Linked DNA regions of Ovis aries: region 1 is linked to region 2. A link is a contact called in public Hi-C data. All regions are on one chromosome and are shown on one strand. Each heading gives the region's core, a stretch centred on a gene start, on an enhancer-like site or on the middle of the called end of the contact. The rest is flanking DNA. Distances are from core to core; before and after follow the strand shown.

Evidence for each region. Hi-C and Micro-C count contacts between places; a contact is called where the count stands out from the background.
Region 1: a Hi-C map of hypothalamus shows a contact between it and region 2, with 1.8 times the contacts expected there. The contact joins the enhancer-like site here to the promoter of TLK2 in region 2. A contact is called at or near these places in 2 of 16 Hi-C or Micro-C datasets (hypothalamus and mixed tissues).

What each region holds. Positions count from the first base shown.
Region 1 is chr11:46,700,088-46,706,716 of ARS-UI_Ramb_v3.0, forward strand. TLK2 (tousled like kinase 2) reads left to right here. Exons shown (of 21, transcript XM_060395760.1): 6 at 3,009-3,176. Among named protein-coding and RNA genes, the nearest start is that of TLK2, 61 kb to the left of the region's middle. Within about 2 kb of position 3,089, at least 9 of the 54 cell types and tissues checked have an H3K27ac peak or open chromatin away from gene starts, as enhancers often do. A contact at or near this core is called in hypothalamus, where this site is marked.
Region 2 is chr11:46,638,027-46,644,293 of ARS-UI_Ramb_v3.0, forward strand. TLK2 (tousled like kinase 2) reads left to right here and starts at 4,825. Exons shown (of 21, transcript XM_060395760.1): 1 at 4,825-5,085. LOC105612788 (a long non-coding RNA gene) reads right to left here and starts at 5,570. Exons shown (of 2, transcript XR_006061249.1): 1 at 4,578-5,570; 2 at 3,905-4,184.

The sequences.
Region 1 (6,629 bases), core at 1,839-4,338, 60 kb after region 2:
TCCATTGTATAAATTTATCTAGACGATAGACTTAAATATTTTGTATTCTCTAGTAATGCTGTAATGAATATCCTTGTTTGTACATCTGTGCTTATGCATTTGTTTTTTTTGGATAAATTTCCAAAGGTTAGTTCCCAAGTCAAAGAATATGCACACTTTAAAATGTCATCACATGAATGGATAAAGAAGATACGGTGTGTGTACACACATCCACTGGAATATTACTCAGCCATTAAAAAGAATGAAATGGTGCCATTTGCAGCAACACGAATGGACCTAGAGATTATCATACTAAGTGAAGCAAGCCAGACAGAGAATGGCGAATACCATATAAAATCACTTATATCGGGATCTTAAAAAATGATACAAATAAACTTATTTATAAAATAGAAATAGACCCACAGACATAGAAAACAAACTTACGGTTATACAGGGGAAAGGGTGGATGTATAGGAGTTTGAAATTAACATATTAATATATATACTACTATATATAAAATAATAGCCAACAAGGACTTACTGTATAGAACAGGCAACTGTATTCATATTTTATAATAACTTATAAAGGAAAAGAATCTGAGAAAGAAAATATGTGTTCAGTTACATAAATATAACTGAATCACTTTTCTGTATACCTGAAACTAACATAGCATTATAAATCAACTATGCATCAGTTTAAAATAAATAAAATGAAAAATCATCACATAATTGCTAGCAGGTCATCAGCAGTTTGAGAGTCCCAATTTCTTCCTATCCTTCTAATACTGAATTTTACATAATAGTCTTTGCTAGTGAGAAAAATACCTTGTTTTAAATTGCATTTCTTCATCAGTGATATTAAACATCTTTTCATATGTTTAGTGGCCTTTTGGATTTCTCTTTTAATGCTTATTCAGTTCCTTTGCCTATTTATTCAAGTATTTGCTTTGTCTTGCTGATGGGTAGGAACACATTATTTATTAAGATTGTTAGCTCATTGTCACTTATGGTGTGAATATTTTCTGCCTCTTTATAATTTGTTTTTTAACTTGTTTATGTCCACTTGCACCATTCCGAAGTCAAAAAATTAGAAGTGATCAAACTTATCAATGTTTTTCTCTTCATGACTTATTACTAGTTTTGTCTTATTCTTAGATGTTCCTATATGGTTTGTGTTTTTAATGTTATGTTTAAAAAGCCCTCACCACTAGAAAGTCATAATAGCATTTGTTTATATTTTCTTATAATTTTTATGTATACTATAAGGAAGTAATGTACTTTTCCTTTTGTCTAATATCTATGTACATATCCTATCATCTTTGTAATAAAATTCCCACTAATTAGAAATGCAATATAATCACAGATTATACATCCGTTTTATATGGGGCTCTTTCTGATTTTTCTGTGCCACTGGTTAGTCTGCTTGTTCCTTTACCAGTATTATGCTTATTTGGTTAATGTTGCTTTGTTCTTCTTGTTTAGTCACTAAGTCACGTCCAAGTCTTTGCAACCCCATTGTACTGGAGCCCACCGGGCTCTCCTATGTCCATGGGGTTTCCCAAGCAAGAATATTGGAGTGTGTTGTCATTTCCTTCTCGGGATCATCCCAAGCCAGGGTTGTCTCCTGCACTGGCAGGTAGATTCTTAAACACTGAGCCACCAGAGAGGCCAGTGTTGCTTTGCAGTAAGTTTTAATAGCTGGTCAGGTTTCCCTGGTACCCTTTATCAAAAATTACATGGCTAATTTTGATTATTTTTCCAAGTGGACCTCAGAACTAAAATGTGAAAATCCATAGAAACAATCTCCCCAAAGAGCAGAGGAGAATCTAGATGATCGATCGCTGTACTACCACAACACCTTTTCTTGCAAAAACAGAAGCAAAAATACACAAAAAGCCCTACGCACTGGCTTTTAGTGAGATTTGACATATATAAAATTTGAACTCAGGAGCATAGTGTTTTGCCATTTAACGTTGGTTGTCTTTTATGTTTGTCAGTGAGCTATAGTTTTTGTTTTACGTGTAATCTGCATATTGTTTCCTTCTAAGTATTTTACAGATAATTTTGAATCTGATTTTTTCCTGATGCTGCTTGTTCTGATTATAATCAAGTTGTTGATATATGGGGAAGTTACTGATTTTTGTGTATTTTTTTTATATTTGGCCATCTTACTAAACTCTTATTTGTTGTTTTTCAGTTGATTTGTTTGGATTCCTTTGTGAATAGTTATATCATCCAAAATTGACACTTTCTAATGTTTGATATTTTCCAGTGTTTATACCTCATATTGTTTTCCTTATCACTTTGGCTAAAAATTCTATGATAATGTTGAATGACTGTGATATTAATGTGTTAACCCCTATTTAGTTCCTAATTTTAATGAAGGTATCTCAAGTATAGCACCATTAATTACAGTTATGTTTATTTCTGAAAAAATACTCTGTTGAATTATAAATGGAATCCTGTAGTTTTTTTAAGTATTGCCCAACAATGTGCAAATCTTTTTGCATCTAAAGGAAAGAATCTTGATTCTCTGCCCTCCCACACCAACATTAATGTAGTGAATTACATTAGTAGATAGAATAATGAACTATCCTTACATTTTACATTTAATAAACCATACATAATTGTGGTATATTATTCTTTTGTTTGTATTTATTTTATATTTTGCATATGGGTATAATATGGTAATAGAATAGAATAGAGAGTGAAGTAAGTAGGGGCCAAATGCCTTAATCTTTATTAACCTAGAGGTTAGAAATAGCATTTCCTTGTAGAATTGAGGGTATAATGAAATTATTTGTTGAACTCTACAAAGTAACCTGCAGATTCAGAGTTCTGTAAATATAGAACCATTAAAATGTACTAAGATCCAGTGATAATGTTACTGTACTCTCCATATTTGTTTTCAGAGGGTTTTTTTTTTAAGTCCTTAAATCTGATAACTGTGTTTTAATCTGTTGCACGTTTTGGCAGTATCAGATATTTTCTTTGTCATGTAATTTGTGTGTGTTCTTTCATGTTTTCCAGCGGCGAGTAGAACAGCCTCTCTATGGTTTAGATGGCAGCGCTACAAAGGAGGTGTCAGAGGAGCAGTCTGCCCTGCCAACACTTATGTCAGTGATGCTGGCAAAACCTCGGCTCGACACAGAGCAGCTGGCACAGAGGGGAGCTGGCCTCTGCTTCACTTTTGTTTCAGTGAGTACTGAGGCTGCGTTTATGCACATCCTTGTTTTCCTGGAGCTGAGATGGAGTTTGAGTAAGGATTTTGGTGAGAGATGATGATTTCTAACTCTGTGTTACCTGTAAAGATGTGTGCTTGTGCTCGGCCCCGCTTGGCTCAAGGCACTGAGAGAGACTGCTTTATCAAAGTCTGAGTGTCCTGTGGGATGGAAAACACAACCTTAGGTTGACAAAGAACAGAAAATACAGATTAAATTCCATTACAAATTAAAAATAAAATCTCCAGACTCCAACCATCACTTATTTGAAGTAATAGTCAAGTTAATAAAATATTAGTGTGGGGACAGGCACGCTTACTAGTCATTTTCCCCTCTATGGTATCTGGACAGCCTGCATGCTTGCTTTCTCTCATTTCTTCAGAGTATTAGCACAGTTGCTTTTCCAAGACTATTTGGCTACCTGTTTGTTCCTTTCAGCTTACTTCTTCTTCCTTGAAGAACAGGAATTTGATTATTATAAATGTTTGACCCCATTTGTTTATTTGCCAAGTTAAAATGCAGTTTGACTTAAAAGTTGTTGCTTTTCTTGGTTTCTTTACTCTTCCAAGGACCTGTTTGTTTTCAGTGATGCAGTAAAGCAACAGAAAGCCCCATTGCCCTATCCTTCCATTTTTAGGGGCCTTCTTCAGAGCTAACAATACCTTGATCAACGTTTCTTTCTCTGTTACTGGTTCATTTTCTCTAGTAATCTGTTTCCTCCTTATTTCCTCCATGGTTTCTGAGCAAATAAATCTCTATAATCTCTGGGATTAACCCACGCATGATTGTATTAAAAAAGGCCATGAAATGGTGGGTGTCTTAAGGAAAGAAGATAAAAATAATAAAATAATTAGATAGGGATCATTGTGTATTATTTGAATCCCTTCTGCCCTTCCTTCCTTCTCTCATTCTTTCCTTCCTCAGCTTAAAACAGTACCCATGTATTACCTCACAGTTCTTTAAGTTTGGGGGTAATTTATTGCTGAGCAATAGAGAACTAATACATGTGGCTTTATCTTTAATGCCTCCTTTTTTCCTCATATTCTACATCTAATCTATCAGAAAACATACTTATATCTAGAATCTGACCATCTCTCACCATCTCCACTGCCACCATGATGGCCCAGCATCTCTTTGCTTTGGAATACCTTCTTATAGAGGAGTAATATGGTAATCACATCTGAAGAAGGAACATGGAAATATAGTATAAAAACCAAAGGCCTAGAAGCTTTGATATAGTTCTGTTTCTCTTTGCTTCTCTGCAGTTCCAACTGGGATATAAACAGGGAGATAAAAAAGGAGAAAAGCAAAAAAGTTAGCTTAACAAATGTTGGTTAATAGAGACAAGCGTTTCCTTTAAAAAAAATAAAAGGCAAAGGCTATGAACAGGCAGTTTTAACAGGGGAAAAAAAGGACAAATGTCTAAATGTGGAAAATTGGTTAACTTTAGATATAGAGAAATGCAAAATAAAATAACTTATCAAATTGACAAGGACTAGTAAACTTGGTGATTCTTGGTACAGGTAGTGGTTTAGATACACATACAGTGCTATGTGTATGTATAAATTGGTACAGTCAGTTGTACAAGTTGACAGTATATCTCAGTGTTAAGTTTACGTATCCTTGGGTCCTGAAATTCCATTCCCATGAACTACACAAAGATTATTGTATTGTTTATAAATTGCAAAAATCTGGAAGCAGTGTCCTTCCACAGTGTTTCAGAGGAACTTCTAACAAGAATACCTGTTATCTCCACGTTGCTAAGTCTGGCAATCAGTTCTCAGAACTTATTCAATATAATTCATTAGCTGCAGTTGATCAGTCCCTTCTCTAAGCACATGGTCTTTTCTTTGCTTCTGCCCTTTTGGTTCTTCTTCATTTCCTGGATCTCCAAATATTGGAGTGCCTCAGGGCTCAGTCTTCAGTCCTCTTGTATACCATCTTTCAGTAAGGAGAGTCTCGTTTAGTTTCTTACTTTCAATCATCACCTATACTCAGAAGACTTCCAAATTTACATCTGCAGCCCAGAGCCCTTCCCTGAATTCTGGACCTATGTAGTCAGTTGTCTGTGTCTAATAGGCATACCAAATTTAACACAACCGAAGCTGAATTCTTCACTTTGTTCCCCCATTCCAAACCCCATTTCTTCCACATCTCAGTAGTTATCAGCTCTCAGCTTACAATTGTTCAAAAATCCTGGAGTCATTCTAGTCTTATCTCTTTATTTTATATCCTAATTCTGAATCCATCAGCAAGTCTACTGATTTTACCTTCAAAATATATTCAGAATCCTGCCGCTTCTCCTGCCCTTAACGATGACCACTCAAATCTCGTCTCCCACTGAGATCATGGTGGCAGCCTCCTACCTGAACTGTTAGCGTCTGCCTTTGTTCTTAGCAGATCAGAGTGATCCCATTGGAGCTTAAGTCCAGGCATGCCACTCCCCTGCTCACAAGTGTTTATAATGGCACATAATGCCTTGCATGGCCTGTTTCCCACCACTTTGACATCTGTTACTACTGCCTCCCTCCCTCACCAAGTTCCATCCTCACGGGCTGCCTTTCTTCTTGAAATACTGCCTGTTGTCTCTCACCTCAGGGCCTTTATCTTAACATTCTTCCTCTAGATATCACCTTGCCTTGTCCCCTTGGTTCTCTCTAGTCTCTGCTTAAGTCTACAGCCTATTAGAAAGGCTGTATTGTATAAGATAGCACTCCTTCCTGCTCCCCCCAAACGTTATATAGCTGCTGTGCCCTAATTTTTCTTCTTAGCCTTATCACCAGCTTACCTGCTATAATTTACTTCTTTGTCTCACTCCTCACTCCCATCCTAACTCCCCTCCACCGAAATGTAAGCTGCATCAGGTCAAGGACTTAACTTTGTTCACTTGTGCACCGCCAACGCTGGAACAGGATCTGCTCTCATATACACGCAGTTTAATTATATGTTGTATGAATTAATGAAGCTATCTTTCATATAAGGACTAGTTAAATAAAATATAGTATGTATATACAATGGGATGCTCTACAGTTGACCAATGAAGTGAGATAGACTTTTATGTCGTTTGTAGACTTTTTTTGGCCATGGAATCCCTTGCATTTCCATATGATTTTTAGGATCAACTTTTCAGTTTCTGTAAACCAGACCAGATGGACTTTATAGCAGTTGTGCTGACTCTGCAGATTAATGTGGGGTAGTATTGCCCTCATTAAAAAAAGTACGTATATGTGCTGGCAATGAAAGACCGATAGATCAATACTGATAAGTAAAAATAGGTGGCAGAATATTATGAGTCTCATCCTTTGAATGTTTGATCCCATGGATGTCCATGGCATTCTCTAGGCCAGAATACTGGAGTGGGTAGTCTTTCCCTTCTCCAGGGGTTCTTCCCAACCTAGGGATCGAATCCAGGTCTCTTGTATTACAGGCG
Region 2 (6,267 bases), core at 3,575-6,074:
CCCCTGCACTGGAAAGCAAAGTCCTAACTACTGGACTGCCAGGGAAGTCCCAGTGTGGCTGTATTCTAAGTGAAACTTTATTTATGGACACCAAATTAGATTTTACATCATTTTCAAGTCGTGAAATACTAGTCTTCTTTTGATTTTCTTTCAACCATTAAAAAGAAATGGACAAAGGTCCATATAGTCAAAGTGATGGTTTTTCCAGTAGTCCTGTTCAAACATGAGACTTGGACCATAAAGAAGGCTAAGTGTTGAAGAATTGATGCTTTTGAACTGTGGTCCTGGAGAAGACTGAGAGTCCCTTGGACTACAAGGAAATCAAACCAGTCAATCCTAGAGGAAATTAGCCCTGAATATTCATTGGAAGGACTGATGCTGAAGCTGAAGCTCCAGTACTTTGGCCACCTGATGCAAAGAGCCAACTCACTGGACTGGAAAAGACCCTGATGCTGGGAAAGACAGAGGAGAAGAGGGTGACAGAGGATGAGATGGTTGGATGGCATCACCATCACCAACTCAGTGGACATGAGTTTGAGCAAACTCTGGGAGACAGTGAAGGACAAGGAAGCCTGGTGTGCTGCAGACTTAGCCACTGAACAACAGTTAAAAAAGAAAACTCACCCTCCACTCCACCAAAAAAGCAAAAACAAAAACAAACCCCCACTTCATTCTTGTCATTGAGAGGCTGTACAAAAACCGCACACATCTTCTGATGCGCCTTTCTGGGCTGACTATGCCCAAGTCTCCTGCCACTAGCTGAGTGATCCCTCTCTTTCTTCTCTGTGGGCTCAAGGCTGAGGTCCCCTTTCCCTCCCAACCTGTGTCAGCATGTCTGAAGGTTGCTTACTTAAGCCTAGTACAAAAGGTCAATGGAAGGAAAATTGATAAAATATTCTGCTAGTGTCCACAGAGGCAGGGTGTTTGCTGTTGTTTCCTATCTTGAGGTTTTCTGAGAAAAACCAAAATGGAGGATTCAGTAGCTCAGCGGAGGGGGCTTGTTACACTTAAGGGGCTTGTTACACTTAAGTGGGCATTTATTCTTGTTGCAGTTGCTAGGAAGGAGGAACACACAATGCAGGGAAGACAAGTATTAAAAAGTAACATTTGGGGAGGGAGTTGAAGGAGGAAATTAGAGAAGGGAGGTGCTCTCTAGGAGAGTAAGAACATTGTTCCAGCATCACTGGGCTGTGGGGAAGACAGCATGACTTGATAAATAAACTGTGTCAAGGAGACTTGCCCAGGAAGAGCCTCTGAAGCAAGTCGGGCAGGAGAAGGGTATGAAAACCAGAGACGGGGCGAGGCTGGCACAAAGTCCCGTGAAGGCTGAGACGGGAGGCGCGAGTCTCTCTCCTCCGTGGATCACTTGCCTGGCCGCCAGACGCTGTTCTGTTTTGTTAGAACTGGGGAGTCTGGAGGAGAGAGCACTGACCAAGTGTCTACTGCATGTCAGGCGCAATTAGAAGGCATTTCCTATCACTATTTCAACTCTAGTTTTAAAAATATTTTCCTTTTTATTTGGCTGCACTGGGTCTCAGTTGAGGCGTGTGAACTCTTAGCTGTGGCATGTGGGATCTAGTTCCCTGACCAGGGATCGAACCTGGGCCCCCTGCATCGATAGTACAGAGTCTCAGCCACTGGACCACCAGGCTAGTCCCACTATTTCAACTTTCATTAGAGCCACCCATGGGGTTAGGTGTGCAGGCCACAGTTTTCAGATGAAGAAGCTGAGAGGTGAAGAAATGGGGTTTGAACCTAGTTCTGTGCGACCACCACTACCCTGACGTTCTACATGGCCCTGCCCTCCAGAATTTCTGGTGGGAATACCGCCTTCACAAAATCCCTTGTTCTTCACACCATTAGAAACCCTCAAGGGTAGGGGAAGAAGAACATAAACAGACAAGGTGACTTTTATATTTTTGTCTACTGGGCCCTCCCCTCCCCCCATCAAATGTAGTGCTTTCTTTACAGACATTTTTCCTGTTAGCAAGTCCTTTTTCTGTCATGAAGAAAACAGCCCCATGAGCGATTCAGCACATTGGCAGCCTGGTTCCTGAAGCTGAACCGTGTGCTGCCAAAACAGTCTAACGACGAACGTAGACGTCCTTGGTAGAAACATGAGGTTTGAGGACCATGTATTCGGGGATTATTCTGTCAGGCATACACATCATCTCATTTTGTCCTCCAACAGCCCTGTGAGGTGTTATGTTCTTTTTTTTTTTTTTTTAACTTTCTTTCTCTTCTATGGAGTTGATTCAATTAGAACCAAATAGTTGTACTTTTCAATAATTGTGTGCAGGCTCAGCTGTGTCCAGCTCTACATGCACTATGATCTATCAGGCTCTCCTGGCCATGGAATTTTCTAGGGGAGAATACTGGAGTTTCCATTTCCTCCTCCAGGGCTTGTGCAGTTTTAACACCATTTGATGGGTAAAGAAACTGAGGCTTAGAGAAGTTAAATATCTTGCCTAAGGCAACACAGCTGGTAAGAGGCAGGGCCAAGATGAAAACCAGGGCCCTGGACCAAGAGTTTGTCCTCTTAGCCAACATCTTGCAGGCTCCTTTTAGAAAAGGTGCACGTGAGGGTCCCCTACTTGGTGAAACATGCCATAGTCTTTTCACTGAAGATGGTGGATATTATAAAGCATTTAAGAAGATTGTGGACATTCATTAGTTGTGGTATAGGTAAAAGGGCAAAGAAGGGCTAAACTAGGTTTCTCCAGTGTCTTTCTCAAAGTATCTCCCATCAGTATCAGAAACCACCAACCAACCAAAAAAAATACCAGGGTGGTGGTTCAAAAAATCAAATTAGAAACCAGTGGATACCCCAGTCCCTCTCCTGGAGATGGTCTTGTGTGTATCATACACTTTAGGTTCTAAGAAGTGCTGAAATAAAGGATTCCACTTAACTTTAACCTAGAGTCCTGAGGACCAATGTACATCCACTCCCTTTAAAGCATTTAACCTGTTGAAACCTGCAGAACACAGCTTAGGGAACGCCAGCTCCCTTGTCCCTTCTGTGTCTATGAACATGGACCTGGAGGACTTGTTATATGCTACCCTGAAGGCAGGATCAATGGGAACATCTAGATGAATCCCTGTTTGAGCCTTCTGATAGCAATTGGGCTTTTGCATGGGGACACCATTTGCCAGCCTTTGAGAAGCTGAGTTTCATAAAGTTGCTCTGTGAGCCAACACACTTTAAACAAGTGGGTTCATGAACTCAAGGTTAAATTATATCGTGAGAACCATTGGACAACAACAAAATCATCCATCTATTATTTCTTTTTTCTGATTGTTAGTATTTGATATTTTCACTTATATGCTTATGTGTGTTAGTTGTTCAGTTGTGTCCAACTCTTTGTGACCCCAGGGACTGTAGCCCGCCAGGCTCCTCTGTCCATGGAATTTTCCAGGCAAGGATACTGGAGTGGGTTGCATTTCCTTCTTTGGGGGATCTTCCCGACCCAGGGATCGAACCCGGGTCTCCTGCATTGCAGGCAGATGTTTTACCATCTGAGCTACTAGGGAAGCCTAGTAGTTTATATGCTTATAAACAGAAGCATATAAGAGGGTATCAGAGGATGAGATGGCTGGATGGCATCACTGATGCAATGGACATGAATGTGGGCAAACTTAATGGAGATGGTGAGTGACAGAGAGGTTTGGCATGCTATAGTCCACGGGGTCGCAAAGAGTTGGACAGGACTGGGTGACTGAACAACAAACAGAAGTACACCATTTTTGTGGTAAGCAAATTCATGAAATTCCTATGAGCAATTCCTCTCGGGATGAGTGTTAGATATGGGGTGGGCTATGAACAGACCTATGATAGTGTCAGTGTTCTGACATGCAGGGAAAAACACACTAGGCAAAGTGAAACAAAATCTTGTCTTTTCCTGAATTTCAATGACTAGTTTCAGTTTTATTTTTTTCATAGTTACCTCAAAAAATGGAATCATAGCCCTTTAGACCTGGAAAGGACTCTGGGAATCCTCTGGCCCAAACTCCTTCATAGATGAGGTTGGCGACACTTGAAAGGTTAGGTAACGGGCCCAAGCAGTTTGTCTGTGGAGGAGCTGGCCAGAGCTCAGCTCCAGCTCTGTCCAGTGTTCTTTCTCTTAAACTCTTCTCTTCTGAGATGTTCCAGTGTCATTTTAAGCACTTACTTTTTCGATCATTCACTGTAAGGACAGAACTTGTCTCAGGTGGTTTTCTCTTTTGAGTTGTAGAGGAACATACTCTTGGCTCTCCTGCCCCCTTGATAGTCCTTACCTTGCCCTTTTTCCTACCCTCTGCCTGGAACTTGCTCTCCCCCTCCCTTTCAAACACTGTTATCTATCGAAATATGTGTGCAAGGCCCAACCTGGCTGGGATTTGAAACAAGGTGACTCTTGGCTGAATGGATTTTTTTCTACAGTGCTTGAATGTGCCCAAGGATTTGGAAGGCTGAACAACTAACAATAAGTAAACTGCCATCCTTTACCCTTTCAGCAGGTCTGTGTTCCATGAATACAGGAAGAATTAAGAGTAAGGAAGCAAGAAAGGCAGAAACATCATCTGAAATACTTGCCTACCCCCTGGAAAAGTTCAAGGCTCTTGCTCATTTTATGAATTTTCCCCAAGCCACTCGTTGTCATACATCTTCATACATCTGATCAAGGAAGCATCAGAGGAAAATAAAAAGTTGGGTATCTGCGTAGAAGTCAGCGTCCTGGCTCAGATGTCGGTGGAGAATGTGATTTTTCCTCTGGTGCTGGGCGATCAGAATGGGAGCCTTCTGTGCAGGAAGCCGCCTAGCTGAAAGAGCTATTGCATCCTGGTCTATTTCCCATTCCTCGGTAGAGAGGGGCAGGCCTGTTTTCCCCATTCTAGCACTTATTCTTAGAGCCCCCTAAGTACCCAGGAGAGCCTTGTTTTTAATCAAAGGTTGAAATGGAACCTCCCCCAGGGCGCACCGATAGAGTCCCTTTGGGGCAGCGCCCCCCCACCTCCCGCCTTCCGAAGGGCAACACTGTGGTGGGGGTGGGGGCTCAGCCTTGATCCCAGAGCACCACTTGACCCTAAAGACGCCCTGCCAACCAGGTACGTGGAGGTGAACCTCTGTCCGCTTTCCACGGCGCAAACGTGGATTTGGGGAGCGGGACGGTGAGTTTGGAGCGTGGCGGGGCGTGGGAGCTAGCCAACACGGGGGGACACAGCCAACTCACTAACTGGGAGTCTCCGGGGAAGTTCGGGCGGGGTTCGTCGGCTCACGGCTTTCTTCCTCTAAAATCCATCCTGGGCAGAGCAACCTCACTTCTCACCCAAACTCGTGGAGATCAGGGATTAGGCGGGCGCAGGGTTCGGCGAGGCGGATCCGGGAAGCGCCCGGCCCAGGCAGCGAGGCCCCTCCACCGTTGGTCCGCGACCCAGGGCGCCGGCCCAACCGCTCGGCTGGGGCCGGTCCCGCGGGGCGGGGGCCGATTTTACGAAGACGGCTGCGGGGTCTCCGGGACTCCGGCCCAGCCGGGTCAGACCTCCCCTCGCGTCGCTGTGCGTCCGTCGGCGCCGCCCGTCAGCCCGCCCTCAGCCGCCCGGCGAGGCGGCGGCCTCCTTCGCCTGCGCGGGGTCCCCTGGTTAACCCCTGCCCGGCAGGCCGGCCGCTGATTGGAGGAGGCGGGGCGCCGGGGCAGCGGGGACCCCCCCACCTTCCTCGTCCCCTCCCCCTCCTCCCCCACTGTCGGCACTTCCCCCACCCCCCCAGGACCCCCCCTGCCTCCCAACCGTGCAAATCTCGCGAGGAAACACGCGGTTTCACTAGTGTGTTTACACCGATCACTACTAATCCGGACCGAACCGATCCGGATTAAGGGGCCGGAGGCGGGTCCTGGGCTCCAGCGGTTCCGACCCCCCCGCCTTCCGCGCCGCACCCGAGTGGCCCCTAGCCGAGCGGGCCCCCACCTCCCGGCCGGGCCTGGGCCCTTCTGCGCCTCCCTTGGCCTTTGTCCGGCGCCAGGAGACCGGTCCCGCGCCCCCCGCGGCCGCCCGGGCCCGGGCCCGCGTCAGGCGCCTGGCTCTGTACGCGAGCCCGGGGATCTGCGGCCTCCGAGGCCCCCCTCCCCCGCCCGCCCTCTCGTGGAGCCCAGCGCCGGCGGCGGCTGCCCGGGCGGGGGGTTGCGGCGCTCAGGAGAGGCCCCGGCTCCGCCCCGGGCCTGCCCAGGGGGAGAGCAGAGCGGTCCGCAGCCGGGTCGGGTCGGGGCCCCTCCCGGGAGGAGCGTGGAGCGG